Regions from separate parts of the Mus musculus genome. Here region 1 is linked to region 2. A link is a contact called in public promoter capture Hi-C data. All regions are on one chromosome and are shown on one strand. The core of a region is the stretch at or near the end of the contact, and the rest is flanking DNA. Distances in the headings are between cores, read along the strand shown.

The links. Promoter capture Hi-C pulls out the DNA fragments that hold promoters and counts their contacts.
Region 1: a contact with region 2 is called in a promoter capture Hi-C map of liver, with 7 times the contacts expected there. The contact joins the promoter of 6430562O15Rik here to the promoter of Bdp1 in region 2. A contact is called at or near these places in 4 of 39 promoter capture datasets (the SN4741 cell line, hippocampal neurons and liver).

What each region holds. Positions count from the first base shown.
Region 1 is chr13:99,410,838-99,414,856 of GRCm38.p6, reverse strand. 6430562O15Rik (RIKEN cDNA 6430562O15 gene) reads left to right here and starts at 2,031. Exons shown (of 2, transcript NR_015515.3): 1 at 2,031-3,015; 2 at 3,286-4,019. It overlaps Mrps27 (mitochondrial ribosomal protein S27), which reads right to left. Exons shown (of 11, transcript NM_173757.3): 9 at 3,437-3,579; 10 at 2,492-2,662; 11 at 1-118.
Region 2 is chr13:100,101,352-100,105,613 of GRCm38.p6, reverse strand. Bdp1 (B double prime 1, subunit of RNA polymerase III transcription initiation factor IIIB) reads left to right here and starts at 1,544. Exons shown (of 39, transcript NM_001081061.1): 1 at 1,544-1,987. The coding sequence starts at 1,776.

The DNA.
Region 1 (4,019 bases), core at 782-3,281, 690 kb after region 2:
AGGTGGCCAGGTCCTCGGCCTCACAGGCGGGGAGTTTTTCTTTTACAAGCTGGGTGGTCAGAGTCAAAAGACTTTCAGACTCAACTCTGTTCAGCTCCTGCAGTTTAGACCGAGAGGCCTGTTGGAAGCAAAGGGAAATCGAAAGGTAAGGGACAGGCAGGAGAAAGGAGGACAGTGAGAAGCAACTGAGTCCTCCGCTAACAGCCGCTCCATCTGCTTGCAGGAAGGTGCCCTGCATCTGTCCTGCAGGGGCAGCTGCCTCTCGCTGGGCTCTCCTGCTCAGCTGTTAAACCAAGGTGTGAGCAGTGCAGCCAGGCACACGACATCACCCCAGGGAGCAGTGCAGCCCCGCACACGACATCACCCCACCTTGGCACACACAGTGCAGCTGCACCTCCTGTACTTCCGGCTTCACGGTCATTCAGTTCTTATTTGAGCCACGAGGTCTCCACTTAGGCCTGCTCCTAACTGAGCAGTGAGAATGCCACTGGACAAGATGGTGGAGGATAGGAAGTTCGGAAGTCCCGTCTTTTCATTTAAGTGACTTCCCCTGGTTCCTTTCAACAGATGGAAATCATTGCAGGGATTTCTCACTAATGCTAAACAGCTTTCCAGAGTGCCTGAGCACTGTAGGCCTCCACCTGCTGTGCTCCCCCACAGGTCAGCCCTTCCCTCCTGCCTGCTTACAGCTCCGTCTGAGAGGGCAGCCTGGTAGGGTCAGTGTAGCAGCCCAGAGACTTACTAAAAGCATTAATCAATTTAAGTGCTTCTAGACACAGATCACCAGAGAGTGACATTTAGGACCCCAGCTGCAGCTGAGAGTCACATGTGCTCGCACCCCGAGGTGACTTAGCGTACAGCATAGGATCTGGCAGAACGGCAAAGGGGGCCAGACCGATGGGATCTAAGGAGCAGACTAATTATAAAAACAGACCCAAACAGATGACCTCAGACTAATGAAAAGCAGGCAACAGGAAGAAAATGTAAACTGAAAACCATTTCTTCCTAACATAATTTTCCAGGTAGTCTGAGGCCAAAGAGAAAGCCAGGAAATCTCAACTGTGAGGAGGTTGGCTTTGTCCAAATCCCAGCTCACTGCTGGGTCACATAAGCCGAGACTCTCCCGCCCAGGCCTCCTGTGAGGATAAAGGAAATGGGGGAGGGGGCTTACAGCTGCTAACATAGCTAAGGTCACAGATGGCAGGCTACAAACATGTGTTTCTGTTCTTTCTTGGATGCTCAGACAGTGTCCCATGGCAGTAAAAGGGCTAGAAGCTAGTGAAGACAAAGGTCTCCATCCTCTGAGACGCAACGGACAAAAAACGGCCAAAAGTCAAAAAGCAATCAAAACTGAGTACAACATTTACAAAACCCAGGCAAACCTGACGCCTGACAGTGGCTCAGCAACCTCAGGCAGCATTCAGCAGTGTGGTCATTCTTTTTTTTAATGTTTTGTTGTTGATGTTGTTTTTTCAAGACAGGGTTTCTCTGTGTAGCCCTGGCTGTCCTGGAACTCACTCTGTAGACCAGGCTGGCCTCAAACTCAGAAATCCTCCTGCCTCTGCCTCCCGAGTGCTGGGATTAAAGTCGTGCACCACCACGCCCAGCAAGTGTGGTGATTCTTGTTTTCTTTAAGTTTTATACACTGACAAGCAAAGTTAAGAGAAAGAACTGTGTCTAAGTTCTCTACTCTGCTTTGTCCTTGGGGTATGACAAGGAACATCAATCTTTTTATTCTTAGTTTCAAATTACAGGAGAGAAGCTAAGAATGACTTCCCTTCAGAAGTATTGGGGAGAAAAAACCCTAAAATACCATGGGATCCTGTGCTACGGCAAGGCCTGCCATTGCTGGGTCAGAAGAGACAGACTCACGGGCAGGAGCCCAGCTCTCCTTCCTGCTGTGAAAAGGCACAGTGCAGCAGCAGGCGTGGGAGGAGAATTCTCCCGCTCCTATGATGACATCATAACCTGAAAGTACTTCCTTCTTTTTGTATTAAAGAGACAAGAAACAAAGCAGAGAGCAGGCTCAGGGATTTTCTTCCCTGACACAAACAGCAGAGCATTTGGGACAGAGAGCTCACTGACAGTTTGAGTGCTCAGCACTGTTCTGGAAACCTGTCCACAGGCAGTGTCTCTAATGGCCCTGCTGAACAGCACAAAGCTGCCAGCTAAGCGCCACAAAGGATTCGTGAGTCTTATCTCTGCTGAAGCTGTGACTGACCCAGCACATTTGGTGTAGTGTAGAGAAATGGCTGGTCACTTGCCACCCTGAGTGGGAATCAGGCTGCTGTTGAGAAGCCGCTGGGGTGCCGTGCTGCCCCAGGGAACGGAACCGTGACATCAGCTCAAGCATGAAGTCGTAACAATGCCACTGCTTTCCCAAAAGGCCACGGTCTGTGGGAAGGAACACAACTGCAATTCTTGATGCGAGTTTTTCATGCCTTTGTGTGTGACTGATGCAGGAAAAGGCTCAGTTTCTACTACGAATCACCTGAAAGCGCTCGAGGTATCGGGGAAGCTTGGACTGTTCTGGTTCCTCAGTGTCTAGCTGCTCCACCAGGTTTGCTGAGCCCAAGCCATCTTCACCTTCCTGAGGCTGTGCCTCTGAAGTCTGGACATCTGGAGACGTCACCACCTTCAGGACTCCATCCAGCACATCGAGCTGTAGGGCACAGGAGAGTCAGGAGGACATCTGTTATAGACTTGACTGTGTGCAGGCCAACTTCAAAGTGTGTGTTCCTTGGTTATAATGACTGAGAAAGAGCATTAATGATATCAGCATAATGTGCCATGGGAGACACTGGGTTGAGGACCTCAGGACAGAAATGAAAGCTGAGTGGTGAGCCTTGGCATTTCAGAGTCAAGGCCACACAGAAGAGCATCTCCAAGGGTGTAGGCTAGGCAGCTAGCCAGCTCCCAGGGCTTCATGTCTCTCTGCTCCCTCCCTGCCATTACCGGACGATAACTGCACTCCTGGGCCTGGCTTTTTAAGTGGTTCTGGGGATCTGAACTCAGGTACGTAAGCTTGTGAGACAGATACTTTACCAATAGCCAAGGATAATGGAGAAAAGTGCTATGTAGTCTCTCCATACTACAGGAGGGGTAAATCCACCAAAACTACTTAAGTTTCTATTCCACCGCCGTAAATCCCTTTTGGATGGGGGAGGTGGTGAAGAGGGTGGTATTTATTGATCTGAGCTTGAATGTAAGGGAGCAGACAGCTTTCCTTTCACTTAATGATGTATGAATCAACAATAATCTGATTTTCCATTGCCTTTTTGACAGCCACACTGAAAATGTTTGTGGTTTCTTTTCATCCTTTTAAACGGAATAAATACCAATTCTGCACACATACAGAAAGCAGCGGAAGGAGAAAGACCATGGGAACAGATGCCTGTGAAGCCTCCATTTGACTGAGTGGGGTGGAAAAACATACCACTTCTCTACCCAGCTTGAGGTCTTCAGGGGAGGAGGCCACCCTCTCCATCACTTGGAGGGCTCTGTCGAGGTAGCCTGGTGTCCACATCAGAGGCATGCCGTGGTATACAGCCCGCACCCCACGCTGCAGTTCCACCTTCCCTGTGGCCAAAAGAGCAACAAAGACTGATCAGCCATGCCTCCTCACTGGGTCTGCAGCCAAAGGCTTGGAAGGCCCCAGCCAACAGCAGCCTAGGCAAGGACCCTCACCACGCACACCTTAAAAGGAAGCTTGGTGAACTTGTGTTATGTGTTTCCTCTGGCTGGAGATTTACCAGGGCCCATGAATCATTGGGCTGAGGAACTTTGAGAGTCTGACAGAGCTGTTCCTACAGAAGGCCACCCTTAAGACAAAAGAAAATTATACTACGTATGTTTCAAGGCCAAAACCATACCCAGAAAAAGCAATGTCACAGCTTCCTACTCTGAGGACCCTGTGACTCAGCGGTGACTTTCCCTGCCGGGAAATGTGTGACTTGTTTTGAAAAGTGTCAAACATACAATCTATTTTCTTTATGAATAAGAAAAGGAACTGCTTCCCC
Region 2 (4,262 bases), core at 295-2,794:
TACATCTATTTGATGCTCAGTACTAAACTGCACTCCCACCTTCTTCAGGTTTCCTGTGTTTGTTCTCTCTCTCTCTCTCTCTCTCTCTCTCTCTCTCTCTCTCTCTCTCTCTTCTGAAAAGGTTTCATGTAGCAGAGGCTGGTTTGCAATCTGATACCTATTTTCCTTGTCAAGTTGCCCTACTGCCAGTACCGCAGGACTCTTCCATCACCCTTGAAATCTCATCATATTTAATATATTCTTGTTGATCTTGTTCATTTATTTTGTATTTTCTCCTCTGTAACATACAATGTCTTATTTATTGCTCCGTTGATATCTCTGGAAGCAATAAATTTTGCAACATTCGTGTGCAAAATGTGGAGTATAATCATTTTTGACAGTTTTTATTTTAAAGTGTACAAAAGCCCATATAGTGGATGTCCTGTGAAGTGTTTCATGGCTTCTCTTTGCGATTTCCTCACACAGAATTTCAACCTTTTTTTTTACTCAATTAAAAATTTCTTGGCGGAGGTTGGGGGTTGGACAGATGGCTCAGTAGATCCATTTCCTGCTCTTCCAGTAGGTCCTAGTTTTGGTTCCCAGCACCAGCATCAGGAGTCTGATAACTACCTGTAACTTTTCAGTCTCCCGCAAACTCGCTCTCTCCATACTCATAGTTAAAACTTTTTTTTTTCCTAGCAGGGTATGGTAGCCTATACATACCTGTAATCTCAACATTGAGCCCGTGCAGGCAGGAGGATCAAGAGTTGAAGGGCAGCCTTAGCTATAAGAGGCCCTGTCTCAAAAACCCTAAAACAAACAGGTTCTATGCTCTGGGGATGCACTGGTGCTAAGGCACTACTCTCATACTATTTTATCTTATTGTAATTTTGAGGTAAGTCTTGTCAGATAGTCCAGGGCTCGGAACTTGTGACCTCTTTATTTCGGTTTCTCCAGTGCTGGGATTGCAGGCACGCACCACCATGCTCTGCATTCTTGCACACTTTGACTCTTCTCGAAAACTCCTTAATAGTTCATAAAAGATTCAGTTAAGTAGGTTGGGGATGGACGTTCCATGGCAGTGTGCATGCCGAGAATGCAGGGTTTGTGAGGGATCCTGGGTTCAAACCCTAGCACCACTGGCGAGAAATTAAAAGTTTGAGCCGGGCAGGCAGGGGTGGCGCACGCTTTTAATCCCAGCACTTGGGAGGCAGAGGTAGGCAGATTTCTGAGTTCGAGGCCAGCCTGGTCGACAGAGTGAGTTCCAGGACAGCCAGGGCTACACAGAGAAACCCTGTCTCGAAACGGCCCCCCCCCCAAAAAAAAAAAAAAAAAAGTTTGACCTGGAGGATTCAGCTGCTTCCGCTCTCTCTTTTCAACAACTCCCAAGGTCTTACAAAGGAAAGAATATCTGTCTTCGAATCAAAAAAAAAAAAAAAAAAAAAAATCTCTGGTTTACAGGTAACCGAAGCTACAGAGCGTTGCAGTTGCTATGGCTCCCGGCGCCCGGAGTCTGACGTCATCGTCGGCGCCGAATGATTACGCATTGCTTCCGGCGCCTTTCGCGAGCCGGGACGCGGGGAGGAGAAACTTAGCTTTTAGTGTGGCAGGGTCATGAAGAGGAGGCGGTGGCGGGAGAGCGGAGGAGGCGGAGGGGGCGCAAAACTGCGGTAGCCAGCGCTGGACTGGTGGTTGTGGACGTGTGGGAGGGTGAGAGTGTCAGCCTGCGGGCAGCGGCCGGGGCTCTGGGCTGAGCGCGGCCGCGGAGCCGCCGCTCTCGGCCCCCTGGCTCCGCCATGTTCCGCAGGGCACGCCTTAGCGTGAAGCCAAATGTCAGGCCTGGTGTAGGGACCAGGGGCTCCGCCGCTCCCAATCCCCAGCGTGGACCAGAGGCTCCCAGGCCTCCGGAGCCTGCCACCGAGTCAGCTCCGAAGCCAGCGGAGCCCACAGATGTGCCTGCAGTGGATTCCGGGGGAGCAGAACCCCAGGAACAGGCTCCCGGGAGCAGGTAAGGTCTTCTATCAAGCTGAGCTGTTGGATTTTTACCACGGAGCACCTCTCCTGCAACAAGCTTTTGATTTGAGCTGGATGAAACCACTTCTAGTTGTAGTTTTATTCCGTGATCTGAGGGTGCGACTACTATGACTCTGTCACGATCTTAAGATTCCCGAGGAGACAGTGTCTTGCCTTATCTTACAGAGATGGGAATCCAGGCTTAAGGATTTTGAAGTCAAGAATGTAGACGCACCATCACTTGGAAATTTAATTAATTGTCCTGGAGTACTTTACACTGAAAGCACTTTGGGATTTTCATTTTGTGGATATTTATTTTTGAAAGGAGAGCACCAGTGCTGATTTTTTTTCCTCCCTCCACGCGGTGATGCGGTTGAACCCAAGGCCTCATGGAGTGTTAGGTAAACGCCCTGCCCCTGAGTCAAAGGGAAGAGGCTTAGGTTACTTATTTTGGTTCGAGTGCATACTTCTTTATTGTAACTACGTTTCCTGAATCAAGACGCCTGGCTTTAGTGACAAATACCACATTTGAATTTAGGACGCTCCTACTTAGCTTAGCAAGTTTAAGTAGGTTGTTCTCAGAGAAAATTTGTTCCTGGTGTCAAGTTAGTACCTCCTTTAGGACAATATTGTGAGATCAGATAGGATTACATAAACTGCCTTACATGCCACATGGTAGAATAGTTCCCCCAAATTTACTAAAAAAAAAAATTTGATTACTTTCAAAAAAAGGTGATGAGACCGAGTATGGTGTCACAACTTTAGTCCTAGCAATAGGGAGGCAGAGGCCACCCTGCTTTAGGACAGTCAGCCCCATAGTGAGAACCCGTCTCAAAAAACAAAACAGTGGAGAAAGGTGATGGTACAAATTAAATATGTGACGGGTTAATATGGTGACTGTAGTGTTTTATAATATACAGAGGAAAAAGCCAGTAAGTAATCACATTAAGTGACAGGGAGATGGTACAATTTATGTTTGCATAGTAACAGCATTTCTTCTGTTAATCAGAGTTTGTGCTGTGTGTTATTTTGGCATTCCAATTATGCACCATGATTTCAACATTTTTTTTTTTAAACTTGGATCTGTTTGAAAATTTTCTGCTTAGAATAGAAATACCAGTATTGGTCACTGCTCCAAATTTGGAAAATTTTGTTAACTATATAGGAAGGCATAATGATTGATATTTTATAAATTCCCATAGGCCATAGTCCTGAGACATGCTTGAGAATATTTTAGTTGACAATTAGAGTACATCATATACTATGCATATAAACTATATGTGTGAATGTGTATATACATACACACATATAGTTTGTCTGTTTGGGGGGGACAAGATTTAACTATGTAGCTTTGACTTGCTGGAAGTCTCTTACCTCCTGAGTGCTGGCATTAAAAGCATGAGCCACCAGGCCCACCAAGTTTTTTGTTGTTGTTTTTAAGGTAGAGTTTCATCTAGCTCAGGTTGACCTAGAACTCTCCATGCATGAAAAGACACCTTTAAGTTTCTCATCCACCTGCTTTACCTTCTGAATGCTGAGATTACAGATATGTGCCATCATGCCTGGTGTATGTAGTGCTGAGTATGAAAGCCAGGGCTCTGCGTGCCATTCAGGCTCTGTGCCAGCTTAACTACATCCCTGGTCCTTGTTCCTTATTTGATGAGAGCATTCATTCGTTTTGCTAGTTGTAGAAACCAACGGAGTATACATTTAACATATAAGATGCCAGTGATTGATGTGTTACATTCTAAGAGCTACACTAGAGTTCTAGGGACCGAACCTCAGGGCCTCGAGCATGTCAGCCTGAGTTTTATCTATCTTCAGCTTTAAGGAGAGAGTTTAAAAGAGATAATGTTATATGTTAAAGCAGCTTCTGTTTTTATATGGAACTAATAAAATATGATAAAAGTACACTTAAATTATTCATTCTGTTTCCTTTTAAAATTATCTATTATTGTTGTTATTTTATGTGCATTGGTGTTTTTCCCATATTTATGTCTGTGTGAGGGTATTGGTTACCCTGGAACTGGAATTACAAACAGCTGCTCTGCTGGTTTTAGGAATTGAACCTGGGCCCCTCTGGAAGAACAGCCTTGCTCTTAACCACTGAATCATCTCTCCAGCCCCTATACTTCCTTTTTAACATTTTAAATTTCAACTAATACAAAGTAATTGTACATGTTATGGAGTACAATGTGTACAATGTGTTATTTCAATATGTATTTACAATGTGTCATGTTAATGGTATCACTTTAAAAGTTTATTATTTC